Regions from separate parts of the Mus musculus genome. Here regions 1 and 2 are each linked to region 3. The links are chromatin contacts, called in public Hi-C and promoter capture Hi-C maps. All regions are on one chromosome and are shown on one strand. Each heading gives the region's core, a stretch centred on a gene start, on an enhancer-like site or on the middle of the called end of the contact. The rest is flanking DNA. Distances are from core to core; before and after follow the strand shown. Region 1 holds the start of Arpin (actin-related protein 2/3 complex inhibitor). Region 2 holds the start of Mesp1 (mesoderm posterior 1). Region 3 holds the start of Polg (polymerase (DNA directed), gamma).

The links. Promoter capture Hi-C pulls out the DNA fragments that hold promoters and counts their contacts. A called contact is a pair of places that touch in the nucleus more often than the background predicts.
Region 1: a Hi-C map of uterus shows a contact between it and region 3, with 6 times the contacts expected there. The contact joins the promoter of Arpin here to the promoter of Polg in region 3. A contact is called at or near these places in 2 of 484 Hi-C or Micro-C datasets (forebrain and uterus).
Region 2: a promoter capture Hi-C map of neural stem cells shows a contact between it and region 3. The contact joins the promoter of Mesp1 here to the promoter of Polg in region 3. A contact is called at or near these places in 1 of 39 promoter capture datasets (neural stem cells) and 1 of 9 other capture datasets (adipose tissue).

The regions. Positions count from the first base shown.
Region 1 is chr7:79,933,490-79,937,679 of GRCm38.p6, reverse strand. Arpin (actin-related protein 2/3 complex inhibitor) reads left to right here and starts at 2,416. Exons shown (of 6, transcript NM_027420.4): 1 at 2,416-2,527. The coding sequence starts at 2,436. It overlaps Gm31966 (a long non-coding RNA gene), which reads right to left and starts at 2,241. Exons shown (of 3, transcript XR_391645.4): 1 at 1,500-2,241; 2 at 216-269; 3 at 1-106.
Region 2 is chr7:79,792,234-79,796,524 of GRCm38.p6, reverse strand. Mesp1 (mesoderm posterior 1) reads left to right here and starts at 2,935. Exons shown (of 2, transcript NM_008588.2): 1 at 2,935-3,660; 2 at 3,934-4,284. The coding sequence starts at 2,998. The coding sequence ends at 4,002.
Region 3 is chr7:79,464,746-79,468,839 of GRCm38.p6, reverse strand. Polg (polymerase (DNA directed), gamma) reads left to right here and starts at 2,567. Exons shown (of 23, transcript NM_017462.3): 1 at 2,567-2,770; 2 at 3,469-4,094. The coding sequence starts at 3,629. It overlaps n-TRtcg5 (a tRNA gene), which reads right to left and starts at 2,421; the gene lies at 2,349-2,421.

The sequences.
Region 1 (4,190 bases), core at 1,167-3,666, 470 kb before region 3:
CCTCACAGAGGCTCAGTACCAGAATTGGAGGACATTTCTCTGCTATGATCTTTTTCTTTTTCCTTGTGATCTCTGCTTTGCTCCTTGGTGTCATTTGCTTTGTGTCCTGCAGCAGATAAATGGGCACAAGTACAGGAGGTGACTGATGACAGCTTTGGTAGACAAGAATAGAGAGAGCCCATGCTGTCAGCTCCATCGACCCTCGTCAGACTCACCTGGTCTCACTCTCTCATCACCTGGAAAGGTGATGGGCAGAAGAAGAATCCTGGCTGAAAAAGAAATAATGGTCTTTATTTTAAAATGTGACAAACTGCCCGGCCTGGTGGCACACACTTTTAATCCCAACACTCGAGGGGCAGAGGAAGGTGAATCTCTATGAGTTCCAGGCCAGCCTGGTCTACATAGTAAGTTCCAGGCTGGCCAAGGCTATTTAGTGAGACCTTGTCTCCAAACAAAAGACAACAACAAGAACAGCAAAACCAACCAACCAACCAATCAAAAAACAAAACAAACAAACAAACAAACAAAACCTAGAAACCACCATCAACACAAACAAATAACTCCCCCACCCCCACCCCATACATGACTAGTGGCTGAGGAAGTGAATTTTAATGTGCAAATTTACTTTTATTATTGTTTGGGAATTTTGAGGCAGACTCTCACAATGTAGCCCTGCTAGCCTGGTACCCACTATATAGTTCAAGCTTGTAAGCACTGGGATTACAGGCGTGGAGCCCTGTGACCAGCAAAGGAGAAGCCCTTTTTCTATATTATTTAGATTCTATCATCTATGGTTTAGACTGGGTATGCAGCTCCCTGGTTGAACACTTGTCTGGTGTTCACAAACACCCTGGGTTCTATTTTCGGCACTGTTAAAATACAATTTAAGTAGCTACGTATAGCGTCCACAGAGGGCATTGCACATTTAGAGCCTGTGCGAAGGGGCAGTGACCCAGGAAAGGGACAGAAGAGGAAGGAGGCAGAGGAGTCAGGTGCCTATGAGCCTAGGACTTGCCAGAGGACACAGAGGACAGTCCTCCCCAGAGGATTGTTGTCCTTCTTTCTGGGAATTACAGAGCTGCCTGACAGGTCCAACATAGGCTGGGGTTGACTAGTCACAGACATCCTGTCTAGGGTCTGTTACATTTTTAGGGATCCACAAAACTATATTTTTGGAGCTGAGGATGTGGCTTGAGAAGACTGTTTGCCTAACGTTCATAAAGTCCTGGATTGAACCCCCAGTACCAAATAATCCAGGTGCAGTGGGTGGCCCACACCTGTAATCCTGGTTCTTGGGGAAGTATTGTAAGGAGAAAGGGGTTTGAAGTTATCCTTGGCTACATAGCGAGTTCAAAGCCAGCCTGAGATACATAAAATAATGTCTTAAAAATATTTATATTTTGTTAAAAGAGGAAGGACCCTTAAAAATAAAGTGTCTGAGACCATTCTGTGGTGATACTATGTGGGAGAGAGAGCTCCTTCCAAAGCTAACAACTCACCCTGGACTCTCGGGTATCTTCATTGTGGCTGAGGCAGGGGCACACCTGGCACAACAGAATGTGGCCACCTGCGCCAGAATTTGGCACAAAGGAGCCAATAAAACAAGACGATTTCCCAATGATTTCCGGGTCGGAGGAGATTCCCGGGTGCAGGCTGAGAATAAAAGGCTTGCAGACACTCTGGAGCAAAGGGCACTGTGGGGCTAGAGAAGCGATCGATCCATCCGAATCCTTGAGAAGTGTGAGACAAAGTAATGAATGCTATGTCCACGAGACTAGGAGAGGGAGAGTTCTATCTTTACAAACCATTAGACACGTTTCTTTCTATTTTTGCTGAGCAAGAAGCGTAGGCTCATTAAAGGTTGAGGAACTTGCTGGGATTGCAGAGATTGAGGTTTCCCTTGCTGCAGATCTGACCTATCCCTACTCCGTCACACATTCTGGGAACTCCCCTAAGCCATTGCGGAACCACGGGGAGGTCCAAAAGGGCAGAGTCCATGGAGACCGCTCTGTGGTTCCTCGTTGCTGTCCCGTCTTCTCCCTTCCTGCTCCCTGAGAAAATGTCCTACCAGAACAGATCCCAAGAAAGATCTACTTTCCTAAGCTTCAAGGCCGCTTTTTTGTATATTGATGTGTTTTGAGACAGAATCTCTGTATAGTACAGATGGGGACCGAACTCTCGATCTTTCTGTCTTAGTCTATAAGGACATGAAGGACAGTGGTCATTCCAAAAGCCCCCTGTTACTGCACGAGGTCTGGCTGTCAGGAATGAGGCTCGGCCCCTTTAAGTCCCAACTGGGAACGCCTCGGACTAGCTTCCCGGATCTGTTAACCCGGGAAGCTGGTGCTGCAGCGACCTCCAAGCTCCTGTCCCCGAGGTGCCCCGCCCTACGCGCCGGTTGCTTCCTGGAGCCACAGGGCCTCGGCGTGGGGAAAATGAGCCGCATCTACCAGGATAGCGCCCTCCGCAACAAGGCCGTGCAGAGCGCGCGCCTGCCGGGAACCTGGGACCCTGCCACCCACCAAGGGTAGGATGTGCTCTGTCCATCCGGTTGCTGGCCAGAGATGGGTTGCACTTTCTTCCGCGGCTGACCAGGGGTGGGTTGTACTCTGTCCACCGGGCCAGGGACTCCGCTACTGGCCAGAGGTGGGCTGTGCTTCCCTCCCCTTCCCACATTGTTAGCCAGATGTGGACTGGGCAAGGGAACTGCCAGGATTGGCTGAGTCGGGGCCCTGGCCCCTACTATGGCCAGCCGTAGTGGCCTGGGAGCATCCCTGGGGCCTGGGCTCCCTGGAGCATCCCTGAGGCCTCTGTCGAACTCAAGATCTGAGTCCTGCTCAAAGATTGATGGGGGTTGGGGGTGTAGGGGACACTGGGGAGAGAAACTGGGGTTGCCAAAACCACCCCAGGCATCCAGCTGGCTCTTCCCAAGGTCCCTGGCCAACACACGCTGGGAAGACAGATAAACTTGAAATTCCCGCCTGCAAGAATATCCACTGGAGGGATGCCCAGACTCCCAAATGGAACTACAGAGGCGGTGCTGGGGTTCCCACTGACCTCCGTCTTTTCCCCACACCAGGGCTCTAAACTCTAGCCATCTGTCACACTGCATCACTGGTGACCAGTTTGTGGTGTGGCAGGAACAATAGAGGGAGGGTGGGAATATCCGGAGGGTAATAAGCAGGATGGACAATTTCATTTACAGTCAGAAACAACAAGAATTATTCTACATGAAAGAAGCCAGGCCCAGAAAACCAAAATATCGCGTCATCTAGGAAGTGGAATCTAAAGTCCAACTCATAAGGTCTCCAGTGGAGCAGGTTCAGTCAAAGGGGGAATAAGTTCTGAGGATATAATGTATACATAAATTTGGTGGTGTGAGTCATTATGCAATGTGTACATATCAAGTTTTCTTGATAAATGCCTTCGATATAACCTGTCTTTGTCAGTTAAATATTTTTGGAAATAATTTAAGAGTAATTAGAGGCAAGGAATCCTGACCCAGCCCTCTTCCACAGTCTGTCTTCTTAGACCCACCCTTTTCCCCAGGTTAATGGTTTCAAAGTGGAAAGTCCCCAGGTCCCCAGGTCCCAGGTTCCCCTTTTATAGAATGATAAGGAGCCAGTTCTGGTTCTGGTTCCACTCTGTGTGGGATGCCGTGATTTTGGGCTAATTCCCACATCTCAGAGTCTCTAATTTCCAGCTGTCTGGTGACAATAGCCATCTCCTTGATGACCATGTAGGTATGAATGGGAACAGGAGCATGGAGGTTCTTTAAAGTGGGCAAAGCCACGTCTCACCAGAGGACCTGGGTTCCATTCTTGGCACCCGCAGCAGGGGACTCAAAACTGCTTGTAAGTCCAGCTGTTGGGGATTTGGTTCCTTCTCTGGACTCCACAGGCACCAGTACACACCAGTATACATGCTTATACTCACACAGTCACACATACTTCCACATAAATAAAAAATAATAAAAGCACCCAGGTGTGGTGGCTCACAACCTTAATCCCAGTACTTGGAAGGCAGAGGCAGGTTGGTCTCTGAGTTCAAAGCAGTTTGGTTTACTTAGTGAGTTCCAGGACAGCTAGAGATACATAGGGAAATCTTGTCTTTAAAAAAAGGGGGAGAGGGGCGCTGGAGAGATGGCTCAGCAGTTAAGAGCACTGACTGCTCTTCTGAAGGTCCTGAGT
Region 2 (4,291 bases), core at 1,686-4,185, 330 kb before region 3:
GCTGAGACCTTGCCCCTCCTGCCTATGGGGGCTACCGTGTACACTCCCACCCTGTCTAAGCACACAACAGGTCTCCCGCTGTTTGTTCGAGCATCAACTAAGAGGCATAATCCCTGTGCTTGAACTCCAGGCTCTTGTTCAGATAATGAGCCCCAAGAAGGCATCCATTTGCCTCGGTTCAGACCAGATAGACCTCATGGACAGCTGCAGCCCGAGAAGGGGCCTCCTGGGCCAGGCACACAAGTTCACGGCATGGGCTCCACTTCTCCACTCCACCGTGGAAGTGAGTACTGCCTCTCTGGGTGTCCTTGTGGGCATGGTCCTTCTGACAGAGAGGCAAGGATGGAGAAGTGTTTGAGGAGGTCACAGGCAGTAGAGAACAAAGAACAAAGGCATGGTAGTGGGCAGAGATGCCCAGAGAATCAGGTACCAATCCATTGAGTCTCCACCACCAGAAACCATCACCCATCTGGAAGACATTGGGGTGCAAACATTCAGGGCACTGGGAGATCTGAGTGCCCTCCTCCAGAGGAAGAAAGAGGTTCAGATGTAATACCAGACACCAGGAACCTGGTGGCCTAGCTGGAGAAGAGACAGCAGGTGTGATGTCCGCACTAGGTCAAGGGTATGAAGCAATGCCCAAGGAGTTCTCCCATCCTTCGTCTGCTGTACGCCAAGCGAGTGCTCCATCAGCCCTATTATTATTTTGAGACGGGGAGTCACTAAGTTATCCATGCTGGCCTTGAACTTACTCGGTAGCCCAGGACGTTGTGGCTCTCCTGCCTCAGCTCCTCAAACAGCTGATCCCAGATCTGTTCTGTCAGGCTCAAGGGTTTGTTTTTGAGATGTGCCTGAAACTCACTCTGCAGTTGAGAATATTTTTTCAATTTTCTGTGTGTACTAGGGCTTTGCCTCCATATATGTTTGTGCTCTGTATGCTTGTGTAGTACATAGAGGCCAGAAGAGTACAATCCCTAGAAATGTCGTTATAGACAGCTATGAGCCACCGTGTGGATGCTGGGAATCAGTCAAACCTGGGTCTCGAGGAAGAGCGGCCAGTACTTCCTTCGTTTGTTTGTTTGTTTTGTTATTGTTGTTTGTTTGTTTGTTTTCAAGACAGGGTTTCTCTGTATAGCCCTGGTTGTCCTGAAACTCACCTCTAGACTAGGCTGGCCTCAAACTCATAGATCTGCCTGCCTCTGCCTCCCCAGTGCTGGGATCAAAGGTGTGCTCCAACATACCTAGCTGAGTAGCCAGTGTTCTTAACTACTGAGCCATAACTCTAGGCCAGAGGTGATCTTGAACTTGAACTTCTGGTCCTCCTATCTTCATCTCTCCAGTGCTGGGGTTACAAGCCAGTGCTACACGTGGTTATGCAGTGTTGGAATAAGACCTAGGGCTTCCGGCAGGCTAGGCAAGCACTCTACCGACTGAACCACACCACCAGCCCTCTAATAGGTGAGACAGTCCAGTAGCATAGGATGGCTTCAAATTCACTTTGCAGCCAAGACTGGCCCAAACTCCTCTTGCCTTCATTTTCCAAATGTTGGAATTACAGGCATGTGCGTGTATGCCCAACTTCTGGAGACTTTATTAATAAGCATGTCACATATAAGTGGGGACAGGTTTGCTTTAATCTCTCAATTTGTATTTATTTCTCTTTATTTTTCCAACCTAGTCCCTTCATTCAGTACAACACTGAACAGGTATGGTAAGAGCAGGCATCCTCAACAGCCAGGCTCACAACTGCAGTAAGCTGAGGCAGCAGGATCAGGAGCTAAAGGCCAGCTGGGTTAGAGTAAGTTTGAGGCTAGCCTGGGCTACATGAGACCATGTTTCAAGATGTGGGAGGAAGAACACTGGAGAGACGGCTCAGCAGTTAAGAAGAGCACATGTTGCTCTTGAAGAACCCAAGGTTCTGTTCCCAGAAGCCACCTCAGGCAGCTTACAATTGCCTGCAAGGCCCGATCCTAAGGAACGTGACACCTCTGGCCTGTGTGGGGGCACCAGCACACACACACACACACACACACACACACACACACACACACACACATCTTTAAAAAATAAAAGGCAGCCTATGAACCTAACAGGTAGCATCCTATGAAATAGATTATAAAACTGCCATTGGGACAGATGAAGGTTTCTGCTTTTCAGGGTTTTTGGGTTTTGTTTTGTTTTGTTTTGTTTTTTCCAACACAGGATCTTATGTAGCCCATGTTAACCTGGGCCATATACAGCTAGGCCTGGCCTTGAACTCCTGACCCTCCTGCCTTCACCTCCCAAGTGTGCCACCAGCTCAAGGAGTTGAGTTTTGTCAAAGGACTTTTTACTCACTGTAGCTGACCAAAGCAGCAGAGCTCCAGTCATGGGAGGGCTGGGAAGGGGACCAAGCTCCCCATCTTGCCAAGACTAGAAGTGACTTGTAGTGTGGGGAGGCAGGCTCACCTCTCCCCCTGCCCGGACACCCCAGCAACCTCACAGGTCGGTCGGGATGGTTTCTTCAATGTGCCTCCCATAGCCTGGACATCAGGGAGGACTACAGGCCACATCCAAGCCTCTGGGAAGGACTGAACTAGAGTTCTCTCCGTGTCTAGAGGTCCCTAGTCCACAGTTGGCCAATGCAATCCCGAAGTCTCTTGTTATACAATTTGTAAATTAAAGTGATGGAAAAAAATGGCGTAGGGTCCCTAATAAATGAAGGTGTACCCTAAGCCTAGGAGCTAGACTTCAGTTCTCTGAGCATGGTTCTTTCAACTGGCAGTCCTGGCCATAGGTGCCTGACTTACTGAGGCCCCAAATATGGTCCAGGTGGAGCAGACTGGACTAAGGGGTCCTGCACCTCAGAGCCCCTGCTATGGTTCAAAGGGTTCAGGCCCTGCCCCCCTCCTGGCTCGAGCCGGCTTTGATATGCTGATGAATTCTGGAAGGGGCCCGCTTCACACCTAGGGCTCAGGATAAAGCTACAGCGGACCCAATGGTCAGGCCTCCGCTGCCATGGCCCAGCCCCTGTGCGAGCCGCGCTCCGAGTCCTGGATCCTGAGTCCCGCTGGTCGGCAGCCACCGATGCCTTCCGATGGGAACAGCGTCTGCTCCCCAGCCTGGTCCTCGGACCCGTGGGACGGTGCCCAGGCCAGCAGCCCTGCACCACCCTGCGCCCGCCCGGCCCGGCGTGCTGGGACCCCGGGTAGGCGCGGGACGCACGGTAGCCGCCTGGGTAGCGGACAGCGGCAGAGCGCCAGCGAGCGGGAGAAGCTACGTATGCGCACACTCGCCCGCGCGCTGCACGAGCTGCGCCGCTTCTTGCCGCCATCCGTGGCACCAACCGGCCAGAACCTGACCAAGATCGAGACGCTGCGCCTGGCCATCCGCTACATTGGCCACCTGTCGGCTGTGCTGGGACTCAGCGAGGACAACCTCCGGCGACAGCGGCACGCGGTGTCACCTCGAGGCTGCCCGCTGTGCCCCGACAGCGACCTGGCGCAGTCGCAGTCGCTCGGTCCCCGTTTAAGCCCGGCCGTCTGCAGCGGGGTGTCGTGGGGATCCCCGCCTGCCTACCCTAGACCCCGAGTCGCCGCAGAATCGTGGGACCCATCGTTCCTGTACGCAGAAACAGCATCCCAGGAAAGGCAGGAAATGGAGCCCAGTCCCTCATCTCCGGTTAGTAACCCCTTCCCCCACACTGTCGAGGTGGCGCCCCCTACTGTTGGTGCGCGACGCACAGCCCCACGTCGCGGACCAGCCTCTCTGCTGCACTCAGGATCTCCCTTGGGCGCATCCCCGTGTGCCCTGGGTGTCCGAACAGGGTGGGAGTTGGACAGGCAGGGATTAAGGACGCTTTGCTTGCTCGCTTAACCTTGAGCGTGGAGCGGATGAGCGCGGACCTGACCCTGGGGCAGGTGTTGATTGTGGCGCTGTTCACTCTTCCTGCAGCTCTTCAGCAGCGACATGCTGGCTCTTCTAGAAACCTGGACGCCGCCGCAGGAGTGGCCGCCTGCCTGAAGAGTGGAGGGGACAATGCAACGGATGATTGTCACCCTGTCTGAGCACAGACACTTTTCCTTTGGTCTTGGCACCTTCGGAGGGAGTAGATCCTGGAAGAGGCGGCAGTGATACCAACATGGGCATCCCGGGGTGGGAGCTGGCCCTCATCCAGACTGTACCATTCCAACCCTCCTTGGAAGGAGGCGCCCAATAGGGTACACGCTCTAAAGATGAAGCAGGCACAAGCTTTGCCTGGTGTGTATTTATTTATTTGTGAATAAACCGATTGTGCTAGTGTCATTTGGAG
Region 3 (4,094 bases), core at 1,318-3,817:
TGCTAACTTCCTGGTGGCCATAGTGGCTCCTGTGGTTTCCTGAGCCATTTAAGTAACTCTGCTGGCCTCTCCAATTAGTCCGTAGGGCTGTGGGATGTGGCTCTGTTGGTAGAGTGTTGGCCTAGCACACAGCAAGCTCTGGGTTTCATCTTCATAAAGCAGGTGTAGAGTGGTGCAGCCTGTGATCTGAGCACTCTGGAGGTAGAGGCAGGAGGATCGGAAATTCAAAGTTGAGAGAGAACTAGTTGGTGGACTCACTAACTTCCAAAGGAACGAGGCTGAACACACACCTACAACACTATACCATGTAACCATGTCATCTTTAATAACTCCAGGAGTTTGGCCCTGTTATGGGTTTTACAGAGGCTCAAAGATCCTAGCAGGAAGATTTCTCTGTGTGAGAGTGGACCTGGTCTACATAATGAGCTCCAGGCCAGCCAGGGCTGCATAGTGAGACCTGGCCTCAAAAATAAACAAATATAAAACTCCTCAGGCAACCCCCACCCCCAAAACAGACACACTCAGCAGGAGCCAGAGACAGGAGACAGAGATTATTTGAGGCATGCTGGAGGTGGGGTGGGGGAAGATCAGTTAATAGGGTATTTGTTTCTTTGTGGGTCAGATGTCAATTTAACACAGGCATGTGTATGTGGAGACCAGAGGTCAGCCTTGGATGTTTGTTTCTCAGGACTTGTTTATCTTGCCTTCTGAAACCAGGCCTCTCATGGGGACCCAGATTTTGCTGATTAGATCGGGTGATCTGTGAGTCTCTGGGTGTGGCAGCCCCCCCCCCCCCCGCGTACCCCCCCCCTCACGTATTCCCTCCCTTCACGGCTTCAGGTAGGTGCTCGCTCTTGCAAGCCATGCTCTTCCCCCCACTGAGCTATTCCCACAGCCCAGGGGAGGGCTCCAACACAGCGTTCTGGGGTTGAAGATGTGCATCACTGCTTCCTGATGATGCGGGGTTTGTTAGTCCATTAAATCGCAGTTTCTAGGCTCTTCCTCGCAGCTACCGCTCTTTGAAACTCCAATGGCTGCAATCAAAGTTTTGAAAAATTTACAGCGAGTATAACACCGTTGAGAACAAGGCACGGGTATGGCTAGCGCCACGTGGCAGCTTGCCTAGGCTCACAGATGAAGAGAACACTGAATTTCAGTAGGAGACTATGAAATAAAAATGAAATTGTTTTTCCTGCTCGGAGGCTTCCTGAGTTAAGAGCCTCTCCTTTTTCACCTTATAGCAAAATAAACTGAGCAAAGTTATGTAAAAGCAAGAAGAATCACAAAATAAGGAATCTCTTATCTAGTTGACTCTGGTTTGTGTGTGTATATATATAAAACTGATAACCAACCAATCAAACAAACAAAAATCACTTTATGTCTATTAAGTACATCTAGAAAAATGTATAAGAATGTCTCAGCTGGAGAGCTAGATTGTGGATATTTGTAGTTCAAGCACTGAGGCGGGAGGGCAGCCAGGGCTACCGCGTAAGTTCTAAGTTACAATGTGAGACCTCATCGTTAAAAACAAACAAACAAGCAAACAGGCCGACAGACAGACAGACAAAAGAGGGGGAAGAAACTAAGAAAAGGAGAAAGGAGAAGGGTTCTGTATGAGTCCCTGCCGCTGCTAGTGACAGGAAAAGCGGATAGAGGAGCGACTCCTGAAAAAAGTCAAAGACCCTCTCTCCTGTACACAGTTCTCAGCGTCCGGGTGGTCTCGCTGGTTGGAAGTGGGGGCTGCCGTTCAGCGCGGTCCGAATTTTTTCCCTAATCAGCTGCTTGTGCCCCCTAGTCTGCCTGAAGCAATCCTGATCTTTTCTTTCCTCGTACGGGACTCTCGACTTGAATCCCTGGGTCCCAGTTATTCACCCAGGCCATATTCGCCTGACCCTTTGCAGCTGACCCTCTACGGAGAGCTGGGAGCAGAAACAACCGGAGCAACGGGAGGTGGACCCAGAGATTGACAGATCTCTGAAGCGGGACGTGCTTCAGCTGTGCCCGGTGGGCGCGACCAATCGGACTCAACAGCATCAACCCCCAGCATCATTGTCCGGGATAGGAGGGAGGAGACTCCATCGAGGCTTAGCCTTTGCGGTCCATAGGTGACAAATCTAGACTTCGGACGGCACGTGCTCCGTTTGCTCCACTCTCCATCCGGGACAAGGCTCTCGACCGCTGTCACCGTTTAAGCAATGTGTCACCCTGACAGTTGTTTGCTCAGATCCTTGAGTTCCAAGAATTAAGTTTAGACTAGAAGTTGGTCATAACCACTACGGTCAATTTCGCTTTATTTCCAAAGGGAATCTTGGGATTAACAAACTGACAGATAAAAACAACATACAAGTCGACCGCGGCAGGACTCGAACCTGCAATCTTCTGATCCGAAGTCAGACGCCTTATCCATTAGGCCACGCGGCCGCCAGCGAGAAGGTGCCTTTACTTAGCTTAAAGCGTGTAGCCGCCTTCAGGCTCGCGTCAGACTGGTCTATCTTTTCCGTGGGGAGGGAAGTAGCGGAGGACCTCACCCGGAAGTCCCTCTGCACCCCCGCGGGCGGGCGGCTCCATTGGCGGCGCTCTTATTGGACGCTCGGGGGAGTCTCCCGCCTGCCTCTGGGTAGCCGCGGGACCCAGTTCGCGCAGACGGGAAGTTGCGGCTGCTCCCGAGACCGCACGCCACCCTGAGGCTGCGTGGGCCGCGCGCCGCGGACGCCGCGTCGTCGCCGGGGCTGTGGGCTGCCGCAGAACGGGAAGCGCGAAGCGGACCGAGGTTTCCGGCGGGCTCGGCAGGGGGAGGGCCGGGCGCGGCTGCTCCCTCTCCACTCGGGAAGCCGGGCCGGGAGCAGGGCGGCGGCTGCGGCGGGGACCCTGTGTCCCGGCGTGCGGGGGTGGCCGCCGACGCCCCGACCAGGGCGCCCTAGGCCCGCCCGGGTGTGGGTGCGGACCCCGAGGCTGTGGCTCGTTCGGCGGGTTTCGAAGTTGGGGCGCTAGGCCCTCGGGCCGCCGGCGGGGTGGGACTGGCAACTGCTGTCTGCCGAGCGCCTACTGGGGTTAGGGCCACTCGACGAGCGCGCCCTCTGCCACTCTTACAGCAGTGGCCCGTGGCTCTAGAGTTCTTAACCCCATTTTACAGAGGAGGAGGTCGGGGCCTAAGGAGCTGGGCCAAGGTCACGCAGTTGGAGAGCCAGAACCCTGGTCTGTCTGCGTCTCCCCATTTCAGCATCTCCAGCGGCTTCTCCCAAGTTAACTGCCGAGCCGGTGTGGCCCTGTCCTCGGGAGGGGGCAGTGCCATTTCTTAAGGTTGTTGGAGGCGTAACAGAAAAATGTCCCTACTCCGCTCTGGCCTTTTGGCTAAGATCAAGTGGAGAAAATGCTTGTTTGGCACGCAGCAGATGTTTGTTGCGGGATAAGCGGTTTGTTCAAGTCCGTGACACTTGTAATAACACTTTTATCGTCTGTCTCCTTTAGGACTTGTGTGAGGAAGGCAGGCATGGTGAGACCTATTTCACTGACAGGAGCACAGAGAGGGGACGCGTCTCTCTCTGAGTCTTTCGGCCACTAAAAGCAGTCAAGCTGGAGCCCAAAGCCCGGTGCCCCGACTCACAGCGGGGGGCTCCCTGCACCAACCATGAGCCGCCTGCTCTGGAAGAAGGTGGCTGGCGCCAAGGTCGCCTCAGGGCCAGTACCAGCAACCGCGCGCTGGGTCTCCAGCTCCGTCCTCGACCCCGTCCCCAGCGACGGGCGGCCGCCGTCGCAAATGCCCTCCTCCGAGAATGGGCAGCTGCGGCTCAACCCTCTGCTCATCCAGATGTTGTCGAGAGGCCTGCACGAGCAGATCTTCGGGTGCGGCGGGGAAATGCCCGACGAGGCCGCGGTGCAGCGCAGCGTAGAGCACCTGCAGAAGCACGGGCTCTGGGGGCAGCCGGCCACGCCCTTGCCAGACGTGGAGCTGCGCCTGCCCCGGCTCTTCGGGGGCAACCTGGACCAGCACTTCCGCCTCCTGGCCCAGAAGCAGAGCCTGCCTTACTTGGAGGCGGCCGCCTCGTTATTGGAGGCCCAATTGCCCCCCGAGCCCAAGAGCTGGGCCTGGGCGG